Regions from separate parts of the Mus musculus genome. Here region 1 is linked to region 2. The links are chromatin contacts, called in public promoter capture Hi-C maps. All regions are on one chromosome and are shown on one strand. The core of a region is the stretch at or near the end of the contact, and the rest is flanking DNA. Distances in the headings are between cores, read along the strand shown.

Region 1 (5,811 bases), core at 2,137-4,636, 340 kb after region 2:
ACTAATCATGTTTATACTTCCAACTGACTTGTATTACTTTCCTCCCATGAAACAAAAGCTGAAGTAGTTGCCTTTCTGTGTCTGGCTTGTTTCACTTAACACAGTATTCTGCAGTTTTGTCACTCATTGCATATGACAGGATGCAACTGAATAATGCCCCATTGAGATACACATCTTAACACATCTGCTCACAATGTCCTCAGAGTCTCTCTCTGAAGTGATTCCCCCCCCCACCCCCACACACACAGTTTAAATTCTTATCTGTGGCTGTGATAACATCCTTCTGAGAGCAATGTCGAGGTTCGAGGTTTAGGGTACATCATGTTGGGAAAGTCAAAGCCACAGGACCGTGAAGCACATGGACATATCACACCCACAGTTGCAACAGACTGTGAGTGTGAACTAAGCATGCAGGCCAGTGTTCAGGTTACTTCCTGCATTTTCACACTGTGTAAGGAATGGTGCCGCTTGAGACAGGTGGGCCTTCCAACATCAGAACCACAGCTATGGTAGCCAAGACACCCACAGCGATGTCCAGAGGCCCCATCTCCTAGGTTAGTCTAGATTCTGCCAAGTTGACAACTCACTGTTGACATCATGGCAGGTCAGCATTTCCTCTTACATTGCCTGCCCCTTTACATTGGCTGCTCCTGACCTCTTACATTGGCTGCTCCTTCCCCCTTATAGTGGGTGTTTCTCCCCCCTTACATTGGCTGCTCCTCCCCTTACATTGGCTGCTCCTCCCCTTACATTGGCTGCTCCTCCCCTTACATTGGCTGCTCCTTCCCCTTACATTGGCTGCTCCTTCCCCTTACATTAGCTGCTCCTCCCCTTACATTGGCTGCTCCTTCCCCTTTCATTGGCTGCTCCCACTCAGTGTTTATAGGCTGAATATTTTATTTACACGTGTTCTAGACTCTCTTGCTCTTTAGAAAACTTCCTTTTATTCTGCATCTTTGGCAGATATACACTCCCATTTTCTCCTTTTCAGATCAACTACAAAATTGTCTCAAGTTGTTCATGTTCCCTTGTGCCGGGATGAAGCTTTTGTTCCACTCAGTGCTCAGATCCCTATTCTAGACGAATAGTTGCCATTCTATAATTTAATTTCACAGTGGCATTGGACACAAACAGCCAGACGTTTGGCAGTGATGGCCTTCACTGTTAATCTTCACAATTTATGATGAGGGATCAAGTAAATTTTACTAACCTTTATCCATCCTGTTTAAGAAATCGTCCCTGGAAAGTGCTTGCTTTTAGCATGTAAAAAATAACTAAAAATGCTGCTACAGTTTGAACGAAGATGTTATAAAGTAAGTCCTTTGTTTTTTTTTTTTCATTTTTAATGCTATTGTTACTGATGTCTTGGTGTGAGTTCACAATCACACTGATCTAGTAACATGAATTTCTTGTTGGAATGATCCTTTTCTTGGGACTCAGAGACCCCTGAGCTCCCTCCATCCTAACTTTTGCTCTATCTGACTGCCTCTTCCTATCACTTAACAGATGTTCCTCATGCCCTTGCCCTGAGTGTTTGTTTTTTTTTCCCTCAGCATCTTGTGGTAGCATCTTCTGAGTACCACTATTCTTTCCTACAGCCTGTGCAAGCAGGTGAATCTAAGCACTTCACATATTCAGGCAACTTAACTTTAACCTACAAGAAATCCTGCCTGTTTTCAAGATTCTGTCCACAAAGAAACAACATAATCCCAATTTTGAGTTACGACCCAGGACATCGATAGCTGAATGTGGCCATGATTCACAGGAGCAGTGACACACAAAGTCAGGGTGCAGACTTCACTCCTAGAACACACTTACCAGGAACAGCGTACATGGATAGGTCACAAGCACGGTCTAAAACTGTGCGTTCTCTCGGCCCAGCCCTCTGTCCTTGCCTCTGCTCCTGCCTGTCTGTTTCTCGTCTTACTCAGTTACTGACCAGCTGGGAAATTAAAACAAACACGTTTTTATTCCCTATAATCTTCTCTCTCAAAGACGCTGCCACTCTGTAGCCCCCTTCCACGTCCACGGTGAATGTCCGGGTATCACCCGCTTGTCACCCACCCATTCTCCCGTCTTCTGGATTATTTCCTTTGTCACCTCTCTATATTTCAGTAAGATTGATCTCTTCAAGGATCAGATGTGAGCTTAAGTATTTTGCCAAAGATCTTCTCTGATTTAAAGCCAACTCCCTTGACCACCCTCCTAAATAGTTAAGCTTTTCCTTCAGGACAAAGAAATCTCATTTCCTTAAGAGCTTCATTACTACTGAATATGTGTGTCATTTTAAGGATTAGAATGCCCCTTGCTCATCTCCTTCTCTGTCTAACCACCACTCAGAACTCACAGCTTACTTTAGATTTCTGCTTCCTTCCGAGTTGTTTCCAGGAGCCCATAACAGGCTATGTGTCCCTCGCACCTGCCTTCGAGGAGACTTCAACTTCTCTAATGATAATGGTTGGTTACTGTACTCGCTTTTAAAAGCCGTCCTATCACCTGCCCTACGTCATAGAACTTTTACGGATTCTTACTTCTACTTATCTGACATTCTATCGCTAGGTTCTAGCCAAGGAGGATCAATAAATGGTTATAAATAACCAAGAAGCTGCAAGAACAAGTAGATGGATGCATGAATCAATGAAATTGCCTCCAGGACAATTCCAGAGACTAGAGAGGGGAGTGTTGCACAAAAGCATTTGTTGAGTGGATGGCAAAGGCAGCTGGGATCTTTGTTAGGCACAGTAAAGTGGGGTTTCTGATACTGGTTACTTTTCACCTTAAACTGGAATGAGTGTATGTGAAGGTTAAGGCCCATGCGGTGATATCCTGGGATTTAGAAATTCACTGTTTAGGGTAGACAGCAAGCCCAGGACCCTCCTATCTCCTGTTCTCCAGCACCTGGATTATAGGTAAGCATTAGGAAACTTACAAAACAGTCATTTCTCCTGGCCCTGATACTTCATTTTCAGTCAATCTAATGTATAACAATACCTCTAAAGTCAATACCTACTTCCTAGTTTGGTTCAAAATTCCTTTCATGGAAGGGAGCTAAACATGGGCTTTGCGTGAAAGACAGACAGACCTTCTGTGGCTCAGAACTTGCTGGCACACTTGAATTATTCAAACCTCTCCAGTACTGCTTAAGCTGCAGCCTGCTTGCCAACTCTCCAGACAGGAGCCCAGAGCATCAATAAGTGGCTGTGGGGGAGGAGAAGGCGATTATCAACTTTATTGTACAACGGAGAAAAAGTGAGCAGTAACAGGAAAGTGCTTAATCCTTCTGGGAATTCCGGCTAACGGGTCAGGAATTAACCTTGGCAGTAACTAGGCCATCAATGACCCCTTCAGAGAATGTTCAAAAAACCTCAGCTTTGTTCAGAGAACTCGTGTGGGTGGAACCCGCTGTTTGCATAAAGCCTAGCTGCTCCTCAGCACGTTCAGGACCAGATCTCTGGCGGGGAGCAGGGTGCAAGGCAGCCAGGTCTCCAGTCCTCTCTGCAGCATGGGGAAGCGCTGGCTCCCAAGCCTGGCCCTGCTGCCGCTGCCGCCACCGCTGCTGCTGCTGCTGTTGCTGCTGCTGCCCACAAATGCCTCAGCACCACAGAAACCGTGAGTCCACCGAACGCCAGAAACTTGAATTTAAGGCTTCTGTTTACTCGTTTCTTTCTTACAAAACCGTGACCTTCTTTCTCATCTCCTAGGTTCCTTAGAGCGCCGAGATTTGTACAAATCCTCCTCACTCATTATTCCTCCTCATCTCAGTTTTAATCATTTCTCTTTAGCTCTCTGGATTTCGGAATATCCAAACTCCCCGGTGACACACAGAACCTTTGTAGGTACTCTTGTCTTCAGGACCTCCTGTGGCTCTGCTGAGACTTTGCCCTTGCTTTTTCCTTTACATTCCTCAGGGCGTTTGATAAAACAAAGATTTTTTTCTTTTCAAAATCTCTAGGAATGATTTCAAAGGTTGATGTTGATGCTGAAAATGTAAACGACTTTTGTTACAGGAAAAAACAAAACAAAACAAAACAAAACAAAACAAAAAAACCCCCAACAACAACAACAACCCCAAAACCAAAAAAACTATTGTGCAAATCAGCTAGCGATGAAATCTGTGCTCCAAAGAAACGAACCAAGGAATGTAGAGAGACAGATAGACAGACAGAGCAGGTCATACAAGAAGATGTACAAGAAACAGTGACAAAGACATAGTTATTGGGAACTTTTTCTTAGGGCTTCTATTTACACATAAGACAAATGTTACTTGTTTAATGGGGAATATCCAGCTAAAGGTGAGAGCACCACGGTGGAAGAAGAGAGCACACAATTCTCAATATAAATGTATGAATCATGAATATATTTTTTAGTAAGTTATGTACTAGGACTTCTGAAAATAATCCAATCATAAGAAAACATTTAACACTTACAAATTTATGGTCACACATATAAAGGAAGAGTTACTGTTAAATTTATATACCCACAGGTAATATTTCATATTTATATTAATATTAACATATATATATAACACATATATGTTAATAAAAATGATAGTTGATCATGAGATATTTTTAAGCATAAGGAAATCATAGTATAAACTTCTGGATAGTAAGTGGCACAGAAATTAGAATTTTTGAGCATTACAAAAAGAACCTACACATTTTATTTATTTATTTATTTATTTATTTATTTATTATTTTATTGTGGTTGTCCATTTGTTTTGTGGTTGTTTGTTTTGAGACAGGATTTATGTTAATTATGTCTGACAGCATCCCCGTCTCGGCCTCCCAAGTCATGAGCCACATCTCTCAATATCTATTGTTAAGTAGGTGATACTACCTATAATATTTAAAATTCTATGGACTAGCTAAAATCCAACGTAAGTGAAATTAAGCCTTATTTTAGGCTATCAAGAGAGTTTACTGTTTAAAATTGTAATAAAAGTAGAAGTTAACTTGAGAGTACAGAAGAGTTGGGTGGCATCTAAAGACATTCTTGAGAGTTGCTGTTTGAAACTGGAGGGTTGGTCTTTAGTCATACATGATTGATAAATGGTCTGCTCTGTTCCTGAGTTTCCAGAGGCTGGATTACATTGAAATGGAGCTTTTCTCTACATTTGGGAAGGCAAACTCATATGATAGAAACATCCAGGTTGGGTAACCCACAAAGACTTAGTCGTCAGCAACCGCAACCGAGACTCTCAACTAGTGACTCTTTTTGTGAGGTTCAGCTTTCTTATTTGTCAAATAGAATCACATTCTTGATGTGGAAGTTTTGCAAGCTTGCTGAATACATGTGCATGTTTTCTTCCCCCACTGCCCCCTCAACAAAGATGATCACTGGTAGGTGGTGTGGTAGGGGATTCTTAGTTCATCCTCTGCCTTCTCCTCCCGAATAACTAAGGAGGATGATGGTGGCACTGTGATGGCACATAGAGATGCTCATAGCAACAACCCCTTCCCGCTCCTCTAACTGCCTTCCTCCTTCCTCAGAATCTACATGGTGATGGTTCCCTCCCTGCTCCACGCTGGCACCCCTGAGAAGGGCTGCCTCCTGTTCAACCACCTAAACGAGACAGTAACAGTGAAAGTATCCATGGAGTCTGTCCGTGGGAACCAAAGCCTCTTCACTGACCTTGTTGTTGACAAGGACTTATTCCACTGTGCCTCCTTCATCGTGAGTCAAGGGGTCGGGGGTGGGAGGGGTGTCAGTGAAGAATGTAACAATGGCAACCAAGCACAGGGATTACGGATCAACTCATCTGTTTCCAAGTACATATTATAAGCATATTGAGAATAAATCCAATGACCAAAG
Region 2 (6,213 bases), core at 149-2,648:
GAAAAGAGGCTTCCGAAACACAAGAATAATTTCCAGAGGCTGGAGAGGTGGCTCAGTGGTTAAGAACTCTAGTTGCCCTTCCAGAGGACCTGGGTTCGAGTCCTAGCACTCTCACTACGTGGGCCCACATCTGCTTGGAAGTCCAGCCTCAGGGGATCTGACACCCTCTCCTGCCCTCCAAGGGCACCCACATAGATATACACATACACAGACGTATACACATAAATAAAAGTAGAAGATACAATCTTTTTTATTAAAAAAAAAGTCTCCAAGAAGCTCATTCTGAATAATTCTTAAACAGCATCAGTAGCTATTCATGAACTGGCTACATTATCAGATCCACTCTCTCCTGAAATCTCCTGCAACTTTCCAAGGTGCGCAACACTGTCTTCATCTTATAGCTGCAAGAATGAGAGTTTCCAGAAGCTGTGTGCTCTGCTCAAAACTCCAAGCTCCCGAGTGACAGATGTGGTGCTTGGCCCCTGTGCTGCCTGGCACCAAAGCTTACACAGTGTCCCCCTGCACTGCCTCGCAGCAGGTGGTGAACCCAAGACTGCGCTCTAGTCTTGGGACTCACAGCTGAAGGAACAGCCGGCCACCTCCGAGGGTCATCCCTGCCTGGAAAGAAAGTCCTGTGACTAGCTGTCTGCCTCCCATTGCCAAATCTTCCCTGATGACTTTGCTTTAAACCTTGGCATTTCATTGATTGCAGCTAAAAAAAAAGTTCTCGAACATTGTCAAAGAATTCAAACAATACTGGAGCTTCAAAAGGAAGAGAAAAATCTCCTTAACTACCGTTTCCTAACCCAGCTCTGTTCTGAGTGCAACCACTATTAACTCAGAAACCTTTTCCAGACGTTTCAACATTGTGTGTGCACATACGTGCGTGTGTCTGTGTGCATGTTGGATATTTTACTGACTTCTCACAGTTCAGTAATCTAATGTGTGGTTATTGTTGTTTTCCTAAATCATTGTCCCTTCTAGAATGCCATTTGGAACCCGATAAGGTTGGTATACTTTTAAATTAATCCTAATAGCACCTCACCAAATAAGCACCTACTACTGACTGCTTCCCAGGAGTCCTTGAGTTGTGGGAAGACAGGGCAACTGGCTGATCTCTTTATGGAGATCCCAGAGTCAGGGGGAAGGGCAGACAAGCTGTGGCAAGACACATGCTGTAGTAGAATCACAAGCAACCGGCTGAACTGCCAGGGCGGACAGAGTCCCCAGGCCAGGGAATCACTCATGTGCGGATTGTCTGGTGGCCGAGGGGGAGGGGAGAACGTGGGAGGGGGAAGGCAGGAGGCGGAATGTGGGCCGGGTCAAGTTTAGGATTACATGCACCACAGGGCGGTCTCCAGCCACGCTTTAAATAGCCAGCCCCTTCCCTGGCCCCCTGGAGAATTCTCCGACAAGACCTCAGGCAGAAACTTCACCAAGGTTCGGAATATTCTCTGCTCTTTCTCTCTTTTTCCTGTTTCTGGGCCTCAGAATGTAGGTTGGTGGGATCCATGGATTTACAACCATGATGTCCTCTGGATGGTGTTCTTGGTTCGCTCCTGGGTGTGCAGGTGCAAGCATTTTCTGCTATTCTCTTGACATTCTGAAAGGGGTGGCTCATGACTTAAGGGTGACAGAGGAGGGGTCGAGAATTCTAGTTGGAGAGGAGAATGATTGAGTTTCAGGGTGAATATAGAATTCATCTCTCCACTCAAGCCTCACAGCTGAGTCTACGCCAATGTTCCCACTGTCACAGACCAGCAAACTAAGGCTGCGTTACTCATTAACCTCAGGGGTCAGGCAGGGTGCTAGGGACGGCTGTGGTCTGAACCCGGCATGCCTGAACCCGTGCTTTCTCCACTGCTCCTGAGAAGCACGGGGCTAAGAGGCAGAAGGTTACTGCTTGGTTGCTGGAAGGGGGATGAGGCCAAGTGGGATGGCTTTGCCTCACAGGAAGGCATCCCTGTGATGGTTAGGAAGCGAGGCCAGGATCAGCATGAGGCCGAGAAGATCAGGTCAGTCAGGTGAGAAACAACACCTTGACTTTCACCTTCTTGTCCACAGCGAATTTGGATCCCACTCCCCAGCTTGTCAAATAATCAGAGATGTCTTCTATTCCTGGCCCTTTGGGCTGACTTTTCTGGTCCCTAGGGTTGCAGATAGAACCTAAGGGAAGTCTCTGGCTTGGAGAGGTTTCTGGTGAGAAGGTTCCATACTCTGAACTTGTTTGGGGGTTCGGAGAAAGCCCACCTGCTTAGTTCTCTACAAAGAGGCCACTCTAAATCAACCACAGGGCCTGAGTTACACAGTCTGAGCACCCAGGAATCACCTTAAGTTTATGTTATAGATCAAGTCCTTGGAGAAGCTGGGCCATTAGACCTTGTCTCAAAACAAACAAACAAACAAACAAACAAACAAACACAAAAACTAAAACAAAGACCTAAACAAGAGGAGCCATTGCACAAAGCGAGGAAGGAGTCACTAACATTAAGTGTGTTGATAAACCAAGGCAGCGAACAAGAGCTCATTGGTAGAACCAAAAGAGCAGTAAGTGCAGAGTGACTTCAAGTCTCCATACGATTGACTACCTAGGTGGCAACAGTGACTTGACTTAACAGAGCAGCGGCTGCAGGTATTTTATGTACCATCATTTTCTCAACAATGACAGGGTTGGTGTAGGAATTAAATGACCATGTGTGCAATGCTTAGTCCAGGGTAGCTGCTCATTAAGTTTAAAACACATCCGAATTTATTCTCAGTCTCAGTCTCAGTCTAGGATAGGGTGTTTCTAAGGTAGGGCTTCCTTTTCACGCCATCATCTTGGTTGTAACAGATTTTGATACCACTAGTGACAAAGAGAGGAAGGGAGCAGGGGAGGGAGGGAAGAAGGGCGGAGGTGGGAGAGAGGGGGAAGGGAGAGGAGAGGAGGCTAGGGAGGGAGAGGGGGAGACGTTTTTTCCATGTATGCCGATTCACTAGGAAATGGAGGGAGAAGAATGAGTTCCTGGACAGCTCAGCTCTCCCAGTCCAGTTCCGGGTTCCATCCAACACCCCTCAGAAGACATTTCTTTGAACAAAACGGTGAAGATATAGATAAGGAAAACATCCCTATGATGCAGTCACTAGGAAAGAAACATCTTGGTGTATGTCCCAATCTTTCAATGCGTGTAGCTATTCTGTAAAGTGTCTGTCAAGCCTGATTATTCTGTTCATACTAATCTCACTTCCTATAGCACGAACACCCTTTGGTTTCAATATACATCTTCCTGTAACAATTTTAATGGTTGGATAGAAGCTCATAATACATCTACCATAACTTAGTCCCTCACCTTCCATTTTTAGCATATACTTTCCAATTTTTTTTTTGTTGCAATCAACATTTTTAATATCAGCTCTTTCCCCACGACCACAGTTAGTGTAGTTCCTGCAAGGGACATCCATGGTCTTGAGAATATGTCAACTGCCATCCTCTGGGTAGTCCCAGCCTATTACAGGATTGCACTGCTTTTTAATATGCCACAGTTGTGAGAAGCAAGTGGGAGGTGCAGACACCTGCATACTATGTGAATCCAGAGAGCATGCGTCAGGGGAGCATGCGTCCCCTTCTGTGCCAATGCTTTCTTTTAAGTGTGAAGGGAACAGGCAATCCTAGGAGCTCCTCCCCAGCTCTGCCAGTGGGGGGCGCTAAGGAGGAATGGTTCAGAGGATAGGGAAGGAGGTCACCCTTTTCCAGGGAATTTTCTGAAGGGAGGAGGTTGTTCCCTGTGGGCTTCCCACCAGTGACAGAGCACTGCACTTGTTTTCCAGGTGGGATGGAGAACAGGGCCTCGGGAACAACCAGTAATGGAGAGACAAAGCCAGTGTGTCCAGCCATGGAGAAAGTGGAGGAAGATGGTACCCTGGAACGGGAGCACTGGAACAACAAGATGGAGTTTGTGCTGTCTGTGGCTGGGGAGATCATTGGCTTAGGCAACGTCTGGAGGTTTCCCTATCTCTGCTACAAGAACGGGGGAGGTGAGAGCCATAGTGCTACCCAGTCTCCCCAGGAAGGAGAGTTCTTCTGTCTGCTCTACTCTCTGTCCCTCTGGGAAGGGCCCTGATGGGTCACTGAGGACACTTTGCAGGAGACGGAGATTTAGATAACCCGTGTGGGTGCCCTAGGGCTTTCTCTCATAGAATCTCGAGTACGGGTTCAGATCCAGATGGATCAGGCCGCGGATTCTGCCTCTGTTCTTAACTCTGTGTGATCTTGGTCAAGTTCCTGAAGCCCCCAGAGTCTCAATGGCTGTTCCTGTAAATCAAGATAGCAATACCTGTTTTTCAAGGTTCTTGTAAGGATTGGCAATACTACCCATAAAGTGCTTAATAAATAGGAGTTGCAGGGCTGCTGCTGCTGCTGCTACCAAACTCTTCTGGGATCTTGGGATTCTTCAGCTTTGGCCTTGTGTCACCCCCCACCACTCAGCTGGTACCATGACATTCCCAATACCATTTGTTTCCCAACTCTCACTAGAATCATAATCTTTGACCTTCATGGCTTTCCTTTAACTCCCCTACCCCCCCCCCCCCCCCGCCTCTGTCTTTCTGTCTCTGTCTTGTGTGTGTGTGTGTGTGTGTGTGTGTCTTATTTGCCTTCCCAGTCTTCTGGGGTAATTGAATGAATCCATATTTAGGGAATTTCCACACCCCTGTGGGAAGCCTTGGACAGAATCCCCAGGTACTAAAGGGCTTAGAGTTGACCCGTGGGTTAGGAAACCATTCTGTTCTGTTGATGGATAAAGCTTCCAGGGATTGGAGGTCATGGGTCTGTTTTTGTAATGAGGCTGTATCCTGAGCTGGAGGAATGCAGAACCCGGAGGTAGGTCACCAGAGAAGAAGAACACCTTCCCACTGGCAGGGGAGCAGAGGCCCCTTAACCCGTCGAGCTCTTCAAATGGATTTGAAGGGATGAAGCACACAGTCCAAGTGGCTTAGGAAAGAGTTCACACTCAGCCCAGGGTGGAGGTCGGAAGGATTATGAGAGACCAAGAGAGAGGTGCCTTGTACCCACGGTGGGTGTCTTGTTCTTGGGTTTGTGAATGTTGGAGACTGGGGTTGGAAGTTAACTTGTAATTTTTCCCCCAGAGGAACGGGAATGAGGTAATATGTCCTCTCTCCCTAGGAATTCTGGCTAGCGGCCTGAAATCACAGGACTTTGCTCAGTCTGTACTATGAGAGAAGGAGGGAGGTCTTCGTGCTTCTTATGTAGCCATAGATACTTCTGTGTTTGTTGAGGAGTTGAGGGCCTTCCCTTTAGAGCATTAGGTGCAGGGATACGGATGGCCCAGGGCACAGACAGAAGTAAGACACTAAGCTGCGTACCCTGGGCCTCGGAACCTAGTAACCAGCTTACCTTCTCACATGGCAGAAAGATTAGGGAGCGAGAAGATTTCCCCAAGCCTCTCTGGAATTGGGTAAGGGTTGAGGCACTGATTTCCAAGCTTAGCTCAGAGCCACTTGGGGTGAAAAAGAGGCAGCAAAGGGGAGAGGAGGTGGAGCAGCTGGGGATGTTGGACTCACACGGCTTCCTGTGCCTGGCAACTTTGGGGTCTGAGCTTTGCCCCAGGACTTCGTGGTAATTTATCTAGTCTCCGTCTTAGAAATGCACACACAGGAAAGTCCTAGGCCCTCGTTTTCTCCCGTGGGTGCCTGGGTACAGCTGCTGAGACTTTTTTCCCCTGGACAGAGCCTCTGATTTCATGCAGCAGTTGAGATATTTTTTTGGGGGGGGGGGTCCTGAGATTGAATCCGGTGTCGCCACCCACAGTTTCGGCACTTGCTGTAGCTGAGGACTTACTGTGCCACCTCCCTGTTTGCTGATGAATAACAGCAGCCCGGGGATGTGGAGGTGTGGGGAGAGTTCTGATGGACTTTGGAGCTAGAGGCGAATGTCCAGGTTTGCTCTGGAGGGCACAAGTAGTCCAGGGCTGCTGGGTGAATTAATGAGAAGGCGCCTTTGCTAAAGACTGACTGAGGAGCCCAGAGCCCTCTTTTTCCTTTTTCTTGTTGTGCTCTCTGCAGCTCAGCCTAGAGAAAGAAAGCTCCCCCAGAGCGGTGGGCCAGAGCGCTTGCGTTTTTATGTCTCCTTTTAGCCAGTGGATACATGGACGCCTCACACCGAGGGGATTCTTCGCTGCTGATTTGGGGAAGAAGGTTGCAGAAAACAGAGAGCGT

What was found. Promoter capture Hi-C pulls out the DNA fragments that hold promoters and counts their contacts.
Region 1: a contact with region 2 is called in a promoter capture Hi-C map of hippocampal neurons, with 2.3 times the contacts expected there. The contact joins the promoter of A2m here to the promoter of Slc6a13 in region 2. A contact is called at or near these places in 4 of 39 promoter capture datasets (embryonic stem cells, hippocampal neurons, maxillary cranial neural crest and 1 more).

Annotation. Positions count from the first base shown.
Region 1 is chr6:121,632,787-121,638,597 of GRCm38.p6, forward strand. It overlaps A2m (alpha-2-macroglobulin), which reads left to right and starts at 3,387. Exons shown (of 36, transcript NM_175628.3): 1 at 3,387-3,609; 2 at 5,490-5,673. The coding sequence starts at 3,503.
Region 2 is chr6:121,298,890-121,305,102 of GRCm38.p6, forward strand. Slc6a13 (solute carrier family 6 (neurotransmitter transporter, GABA), member 13) reads left to right here and starts at 1,399. Exons shown (of 15, transcript NM_144512.3): 1 at 1,399-1,440; 2 at 3,808-4,014. The coding sequence starts at 3,813.